Regions from separate parts of the Bombyx mori genome. Here region 1 is linked to region 2. A link is a contact called in public Hi-C data. All regions are on one chromosome and are shown on one strand. Each heading gives the region's core, a stretch centred on a gene start, on an enhancer-like site or on the middle of the called end of the contact. The rest is flanking DNA. Distances are from core to core; before and after follow the strand shown.

Region 1 (4,626 bases), core at 251-2,750, 89 kb before region 2:
TATTACGAATTAAGCATTTGTTTTAGATTCCTCAATTTATAGCTACTTTACAAAGATATTATGATTTTTTGTATTCTTGATTCATATCACGTTCTACGTACAAAGTAGTTACAATGTATGCACTATAGAATTTCGTGTTGTACCTATCGTTGATTAAATTAGACGTCGCTTTGGAGAAGAACGTATTGTCTCGAATGAACGTCATTAACAGGCGACCCTTTTCTCAAAGTCCACCTTCCGCTACCTTAATAAAATGAGTTAATGGCATTATCTGTTATATTTGTAAAAAAATCACTTTTGAGCACACGGAACTGTTAATTTTGTAAAAGACAAAACATACTTTTTAACTCTTATTTGGTCTGTTATCTTTATTGTTGTAGCAATATAGGCACACGTGGGCGCGTCTTGATGTGTAGTTTTCTTCGATACCCATGGCCGATGATAATGGTACGGACAGAACCGTGACGCGTTTCGGAATTTTGAAATGCTACCATTTGTTTTTTTCATTGCATAACTAGAGCCGAAATTAGTACAAAAAAAGAAATTAGTACTTGCATCTTCCAACACTGAGAGAAATAAACTGGTTACTTTAACAAATGTGATTGAAAACGTTTTTCTTGAGTTATCTCCGAATTCCAGATGTTCAATGCGGAAGACTTGAATAGATGACATAGACATTTACCCAGTTACCGAGCGTATTTTGTGGATTTTGTGAAACGTTTTTCAAAGGGCAGGAGATCAAAGCCATTGAAGCGAATAAATAAAAAGGAAATAGGCACTCATTTCATTGTGTTTGCTTGAGGCACTACATTTCACTGTTGCTTATGGTTTTCAATAGGTTTCAGTTCTCAGTTAGAATTATATCTGAAATCATGATCATGAACTAAATTGACTAACCGAAAACTCAGCAATTTATTAAAAAAAAAAAAATTCAAGGTTTTATACTTTTTTTACTTGTTGAGTACCTACGCATTTAGCGATTTTATCACCAACCCTGAAAAAGTACTACGTCTGTTGTACTTGTCAAGACAAACATAGCCTTGGTTAAGCTGTAAATGATTCGTATATTTATGTTAATAGTAATAACTATGATTAAAAGAATATACATTGCTTAACTATGTACGCATAGTTATCGTATCTGTGATAATGTATGTATATAATGTAACGATGGGAAAATTTAAGTTCAAACAAAACAGCGACTCAGATATTATCTCAACCGTAAATGTACATACAACACCTCAATGAACGCATTTAATGCCTATATGGCAGGTCATTTTTTTTTCAGATAATTAAAAAGTTGATGCTCCGTTTATTGCAGAGGTCACACGTTATCTAAAACAGCTGGTTGCGGCACGCGCTCCAACAATGTTCTGTTCTCGTCGTAGCTCGGTTGTAATATTGTTTGTTATTTAAAATATCGGGTGTGTTGGCGTTGTACAGATGCCTGTTTATTTCCCGGCCCAGTTGTGCAGTTATCCGTTGTGTATTATTGCGTTGATTAGATCAGAGCAGCTTTGTTCCGAGGAGAATGGCTGGCTAGCTTCACGGTGCTATCGCTCGGTGGCTCCAATCGACCCGTTCACGAGTCGAAGACCTGACGTTTTGATAGGTTGGTTAGTACTATCAGAATCTGATGTTTTCAATGATTATATATACATCATATACATATTTTAAAATAATCGATATTTTCAAAATTTCACTAACAAAAGTGATAATGTAACTTTAAAACTATTTATAAATTACTTAAGAAAGAATCATGGTTGAAAACTTTAATTTGTGAACATTTTGAAAATTATGTTTGCAAAGTCATAGAGATGTACATACGGCTTCTTTATTAATGCTAATAAAACCGGGTAAATACAAAAAAGGTTTGAAGATATAATACATCATAAAAAAAAAATGAAGCAAGAAACACGAGGTTATCAAAATTTCCTAAGATTTCCACAAAAAGCTTCTATATTGAGGGCACGACTGAAAAGGCGGTAACAATACGCTAATGGCTTGTGTTTGCGATGACTGTCCCTCCCAGTCAACAGGCTCTATTATCACGGTCGGTCCCGGTGCGCTGAATTGGCTAAATGTTTTGTGCCCCTGAAAAGATTTAAGATGACGGCGAAATTGTTGAGAAAATTGATCACTTCCACTCCAATAACTTCGCCTCGTTATTCGTAGCTTTCCGTTTTGTTTCCGAAATTGTACTTTTATAAATGGATCAAGGGATACTAAGATTTTTAGACTTTTCAAATTCATACTGAAACCATAAAATACAATTGCTGTAAAACATGCTCCTTAATGTTACATTTTTCAGTTAAATTAAATCGGGTCATTCAATAAAACCCCAAAACTTTTCTAATAAAATCCAAATGCAATCTGTAGTACTCGCGGCTAAAATGTGAGTTCTTTTATCTTATATTTTCAAACATCCACTTTACTGAAATGAGTTTTTACATCTATGTATTTGCTTTGATGTTGTTATTAAAATATCTTGAATATTTATTTGAGATAGTTACGTTTTAATCTAGTCTTCATTAATATTATATATAAGGATGTAAAAATTAATTACCTTGCGTTTTCAAAACTGCTGTTCAAGGGACTAGAATGGTAACATTTATGCTGTCTGTCGGGGTTTATTAGATTTAGACATTTCAAGCCTAGAGATTTAAATGATATGATACATTTATAAAGTTTAGCATATTATTATATTCATTGCGTGTATAGTTAGTACAAATTCGGTAGGTATGTGATGGATTACACATGATATCGTAGGGGCAATGTAAGCTATGTGTGTGCACACGTCATTGGGGTGTGTCGATCAATCACGGGCGCGGATGGTCGAACGACAGGCCATTAGGGTTGCCTCGTCTATCCATCCGGCGACTTCGAGGACTCAGGTGTTGGTCGATTCGTCCATCAGTAGGGCATCATCAGAAATGTTACCGAAACGGATGACGCTATTCTAAATATTGTGTATACCATTAAATAAATATAGTCAGGGATTTATGATTTTCATGGAACAAAATATTTTTAATCTAATGCTGAAAAAACTGAAACTTCCACAAGCCAGTTGAAGTTTCAGTGAATCCAGTGTTATGATGGAAATCAATTATATATGATTATATAGTTATAGCTAAGTTGTATTACGCAGTATGTATGTAGTCAATTAAGTATGTTTATTTTGTAAAGGGTGTGCGAGGTCACAGCGTATTTGCTGTTAAGAGGTTACCGGAGCACAACCTAAATGCCACCACTCACTTTGGGAGACGAATTCCTAGTCTCAGTTTTGTAGTGCAACGGATGCAACACCTTTCAAACTCAAACGCATTACTGCTCACGGCAGAAATAGGCATGGTGGTGGTACCCTACTCGTGCCTACCCATTGCTTCCCATTGCTCCGACCAGTGCGAGCTCACAAGACGCCCTACCAGCATTATTTATACTTCTATACTAATATTATAAAGAGGAAAGATTTGTTTATTTGTTTGTATTGAATAGGCTCCGAAACTAGTGAACCGATTTGAAAAATTCTTTCACTCTTTGGAAGTTACACTATTCCCGAGTAACATAGGCTAATGTTTTTTGAAAAAAATTAGGGATCCTTACTAAAACTCCAATAATGTAATCCAAGGTGTAAAAAAATTACCTAAAATATTCTTTATATCGTGTGCCCTGCGAAAACTATTGATGATAGAATAAAATAATGCACTACGACTTTGAAGAACACATTATTATTTACAAAAAGTGTCGCGATAGCATATGTCTAACTAAATAAGTGTTCTTTTATTTTAAAAAATAAACATCTAAATTCGTTGAAATTTTTGTTAAAGACTCGAGCGGGGCCGGAGCGGGCCGCTAGTTATTAATAAAAATGAGGATACTATTATAAGTACAATTATAAAAGTGCATTAAAGTAATTTACCGCACGGATTGCTTCATTTAATTGTAGTCCATAGTGTTCGTTTCGGTTAATTGAATTCCTGACCTGAACAAGCACCAAATTTAAACTTCGCTTGATTGTTTTCGAGTCCGTGGCAAAAATACCATCGAATATGAAACGTATTGAAATATAATTAAAAGAATATAACAACAACTCCATATGTGCTACCGTACACCGTAGTTCAAAAAATGATCGTGATAAATATTCAGTATTTATGTAAAAACGTGGTTATGATGTGTAAACGTTCACAGCATACGGACACAGACATAGACATAGACATATATCATATCAAAAAATAATAATTTATATCCTAACAGCGTTTATTATTGTAATATTATTTTTAACTAGTGGTCCCGCAGTAGTCGAAATTCGACTATAATTAATTGGAATTGTAAGTTTGTACACTATTATGATTGTATTTTATACTTCTGTAATCACAAATTTCGCCAAGGCTACTCTATAATTTTTTTTTAATAAAGACAAACGATATTTACTCTATTCTCAATTTGGCCACAGACGTCAAGAACAAAAGTTTGACAATAAATAGTATGCATTCGTGTGTGCGTCAAATACATGGTATGTAGTGTGTGTAATGTTTTTTTTATTGATTTAATGTATCTTTTATGCATTATTTTAAAAAAAATTGCATTATGCACTTCTTCTCTATATTCTCTATAAGTGTGGAAAATTTC
Region 2 (4,237 bases), core at 390-2,889:
TCTGAGCAGATATTGTTGTTCTTTGAGACGCCTCCGACCACTCGAGGCTGTAGACCCCAGCGACTAATACGTAAACTAAAAAACTAAACACAACTAATACATTCTCAGTGCCCACCAGATAGATATTAAGCAGCAGTTATCATAACATTGCCACACTCACCTTGAGACATGAGGTCGAATTCTCAACTGTATTGTATACGCCCTACCAATACTAAAACCAACAACAAATTTTAAAATATTTCTGACATGTGTTGTCTCAAGGAGTACCGTCACTAACAACCTCTCTTTGATATCGAGATTGGCTCCTTTAACCACGGTCTGAAAGAAAATTTCTGTGCGGGAAAATTATTCTTCAATTTTGAAAATAATTGAAAACATTTCACCAATAAGATTAAACTCTACAAATGTAACAGTCGTATTATGGATAATAATTGTTTCAAAAGTATAATTACGATTGATTACGTTCTGTATTAAAAATCATTTTAATACAAATACATAGACTACGTTTGTTTTTTATATCTCGAAGTTAAAACTATCCCCCCAGCTTAATCTGTTAAATTTTTCATTTTATTATACATCTTATGTTTCAAATATACGACTTGAAAACTTTTGCATTGCTCTGAAGTAGCACTATTGTTGTGGCAATCTGATAGCTACCGCTACACAATTATAATTATCACTACAACCGCCGGCTGGTGGGACCTCTAGATATTGTTAAAACTTTCTGTATGATATCTATATATTAATACGTGAAGCAAAAACTTTGTATCCCTTTTTACGAAAATTGCGCGGACGGAGGAGTATGAAATTTTCCACACTTATAGAGAATATAGAGAAGAAGTGCACAATGTTAATATTTTTTTTAAATTATGCATAAAAGACATTAAATCAATAAAGAAAACATTACACACACTACATTTTGTATTTGACGCACACACGCATGCAAACTATTTATTGTCAAACTTTTTTTCTTGGCGTCTGTTGTTCAATTGAGAATAAATTAAATATTGTTTGCCTTTGTTAATATTTTTATAGTGTAGTCTTGGCGAAATTTGTGATTATAGAAGTATAAAATACAATCATAATAGTGTACAAACTTACAATTCTAATTAATTATAGTCGAATTTCGACTACTGCGGGACCTCTAGTATAAATAAATGTCCATAAAAATGAGACAGTGATAGGCTTAAAATGACACCTTAATCGTCGTTAAAAACTTAAATGTATTGGAAACATCGGAAATAATAAAGTCGAGATTAAACCGTAAAAGTTGTTTTAGTTACAGCGACAGCACGACGGAATCCGAAGAAAATACTAATATTCGTTCAGTGGATAACCTTTTTTTTTTTAAATGATTATTTTACAATGGTTTATTTCGTCAACAGTGCGTACTCCTGGTATCAGCACATACGCTCTCACGGCGACCCGATCGCGAATAATTACACATTCCACACAATCATCACGGCGAATGACTCCGCACCGAAACAACTCAGGGATTTGAGGTGAGTGATACCAAATAAGAGCTACATTAGACCTCAAACAGAAGAGAGCTGTTCGAATCTATGAAATATACATGGGTGTGTGTGTGTGTGTGTGTGTGTGTGTTCGCGCGAGTGTGCGTGTCCGCGTGTATGCGTGTATGTGCGTGTGTGAGTAAGTGTGTGTGTGTACCTGTGTGTGCAAACTGATTGGCTCTCTTTGTGTTTGTTACCGTGTCCACAATGTGTGTTTTGTTGTATAACGTTATCTTCTTTTATCATTGCATTGCGAAAATGACACAATCGCTGAAACGGAATTCATACTCGAAAAGCAACTCTAAAAAGAGACAAACATAAAATTTTGTCTCCCTTAGAATGAGATAGAATACTCCTGAAGGTTTCTGCCGCGATTGAACTGTAGATATTTAATTTTATTTATCACGTTTTCTAAATTCTAATTAAGTAATCGAGATCTAATGCAAACATGATTCAATGATATCAAAAAAAGTATAGGGATGATATCAGAAACGTCTTGTTTGGAAGATATTCCTAAGCATTTCTTAAGCGCAAATTAATCAATAATATAAAATTGCATTCGTTAATTTAATAAATCCACACTGATATAATAAACGTGCTAGTGTGTGTTTGGTTGTTTGTCAATTTTTTCACCTTGAAACGAAGCAACGGATTGACATAATTTTTTAAAATGATAATCACGATCGCGAGGTTGAAATACAGTACCTTTTATCCCGAAAAAAATCTCATAGCGGTAGGCAGCGCTTTGGCTGTGCCCCTGGCATTACTGACGTCCATTAGCGACGGTTACCACTCTCCATCAGGTGGGCCGTATTCTCGTCTGCATACAAGGGCTATAAAAATAATCGTTCTCAAGGGGAATACCACATTGAAAATTTCCTTGCCCGCGCGGACGCAGCCGCTGGTAACGCTTAGTAATCTATAATCACAATATATTTTAAGTTTGTCGGAGAACGCTCGACCGTATCACGGGTTATAAGTGCAAAAAAATCTCCACTTGAGCACGTAATAGGGTCGAGTTTCATAAGAAATTTCATAAGAAACGTATAAGCAGTTCGACACGCGTCCAAATATTCCATTATTCCGCGCTTCGACTTACCGTCGTACAAATAAACGTTACGTTAAATATTATTGGCTTTCTTTAACCCAACTCAAGATTCCAATAAACGGCGGACACGTTTTGCACGAGCACTCGATAATTTCGCTCGTTTTCCGGCCTCGTTACGTTACGTTACGTTTGCACGCAAATTTTATTAAAACATCTTCATATTGTACGTAATACGGGACGTGATCCTAAATTAAAATTTTATTTTATACGTCGTCGGCTGGTTGAGTGGCGCCGTGAATTTATTACATCAAATATTACGCACGTTGTTGTAGCCTTGTAGAGAGAGATCTGTCTCGTCGAGATTATCAGATTAGCGATGGCGATAAGTCTGCGTCATTTTTACTTTTATCATTGTTCCAAAGCTACATCTCACAAAAATTAAATTAGTTAAAATATTTCGTTTTAACGTAAAGTGCGAAGATTTGTAAATGTGATTATAATAAACTTAAATTCAACAGAAACTTTCTACACCGATCTCTGTTTTTTAGAAATAATATTAAATTATTAAAACATGAATAGAATTGTGTTTACATGGTACATTTCGTAATTGGAGGTTTTAGCTTTTTTAGTACACTACAGGGATGTACTTAACTCATGACCCACCAGGTGTTTAGTGTTAATGGCGCCAGAAACTTTAAGACAAAGTTTCAATTCTATTGTTTAACAACTATCCCACCCTTCCGACCGGAATGCATTACTGCTTCGCCTTAGAAATGGACGGGGTGGTGGTACCTCTCCGTACGCTGCTCACAAAACGTCCTACTAATAAATTTTCGCCATATATTTCGATTTTTTCAAACAAATTTTCAGATCAGAGTATATTGTCCCAATATGACATTTATTCCAATAAAATGACACGTAAAACCAATTTATTAAAGTTAAAGTAATTTTTATTATATTCAAAATATGAATTAATTCTAAATTTTATCGTTAATCTATATATTAAATACGTGAAGCAAAAACTTTGTACCGCTTTTTACGAAAATTTCGTGGACGGAAGAGTATGAAATTTCCCAGACTTCTAGAGAATATTTTTACTTATAGAGTAGAATACTTATAGAGATATATTTTTTTTAATTATGCATAAAAATATGTTAAATCAATAAAAAAACATTACACACACTACCATGTATTTGACGCACAGTCACGTATCTACTCTTTTGCTATTGTTTAAAGTCTATGGTTAAATTGAGAATAGATTAATAATGTTTGTATCTAATATTATTTGTCTATAGTATCGAAATCCGTGATTATAGAACAATGATGATTATAGAAATGTGACAATAGAACCGCAACAATATTCGAACTTATAATTTAAATTAATTATGGTCGAGATTCGACCATTGAGCGACCTTTAGTAATAATATAATAGAAACGACAGTTATGTATCGGTGACATATCATCTTTTCGCATTAAAAGTGTACAATTTCCAAAAATATTCGAAATTGAGTTAATATGCGGAATCATTTGGTATCACCAGTATTTTTCTCATAAATACTGTCAAAAGAGCGTAGTTTAGTTTTAGTTTTTTTTTTTTAGTTTTCATATGTTTTGACTACTATTAACAAAATTGATACATAATTTTATCTTACTTTAAAAGACAGATAATGTAACT

The links. A called contact is a pair of places that touch in the nucleus more often than the background predicts.
Region 1: a Hi-C map of whole pupa shows a contact between it and region 2, with 1.8 times the contacts expected there. The contact joins two enhancer-like sites. A contact is called at or near these places in 2 of 7 Hi-C or Micro-C datasets (both in whole pupa).

Annotation. Positions count from the first base shown.
Region 1 is chr22:6,004,200-6,008,825 of ASM3026992v2, reverse strand. All of the region lies in intron 1 of LOC101743047 (bifunctional heparan sulfate N-deacetylase/N-sulfotransferase), which reads left to right. Among protein-coding and RNA genes, the nearest start is that of LOC101742955, 7.2 kb to the right of the region's middle. Within about 2 kb of position 1,500, at least 6 of the 8 cell types and tissues checked have open chromatin away from gene starts, as enhancers often do.
Region 2 is chr22:5,915,708-5,919,944 of ASM3026992v2, reverse strand. It overlaps LOC101743047 (bifunctional heparan sulfate N-deacetylase/N-sulfotransferase), which reads left to right. Exons shown (of 15, transcript XM_012695350.3): 13 at 1,386-1,502. Among protein-coding and RNA genes, the nearest start is that of LOC134201026, 47 kb to the right of the region's middle. Within about 2 kb of position 1,639, at least 5 of the 8 cell types and tissues checked have open chromatin away from gene starts, as enhancers often do.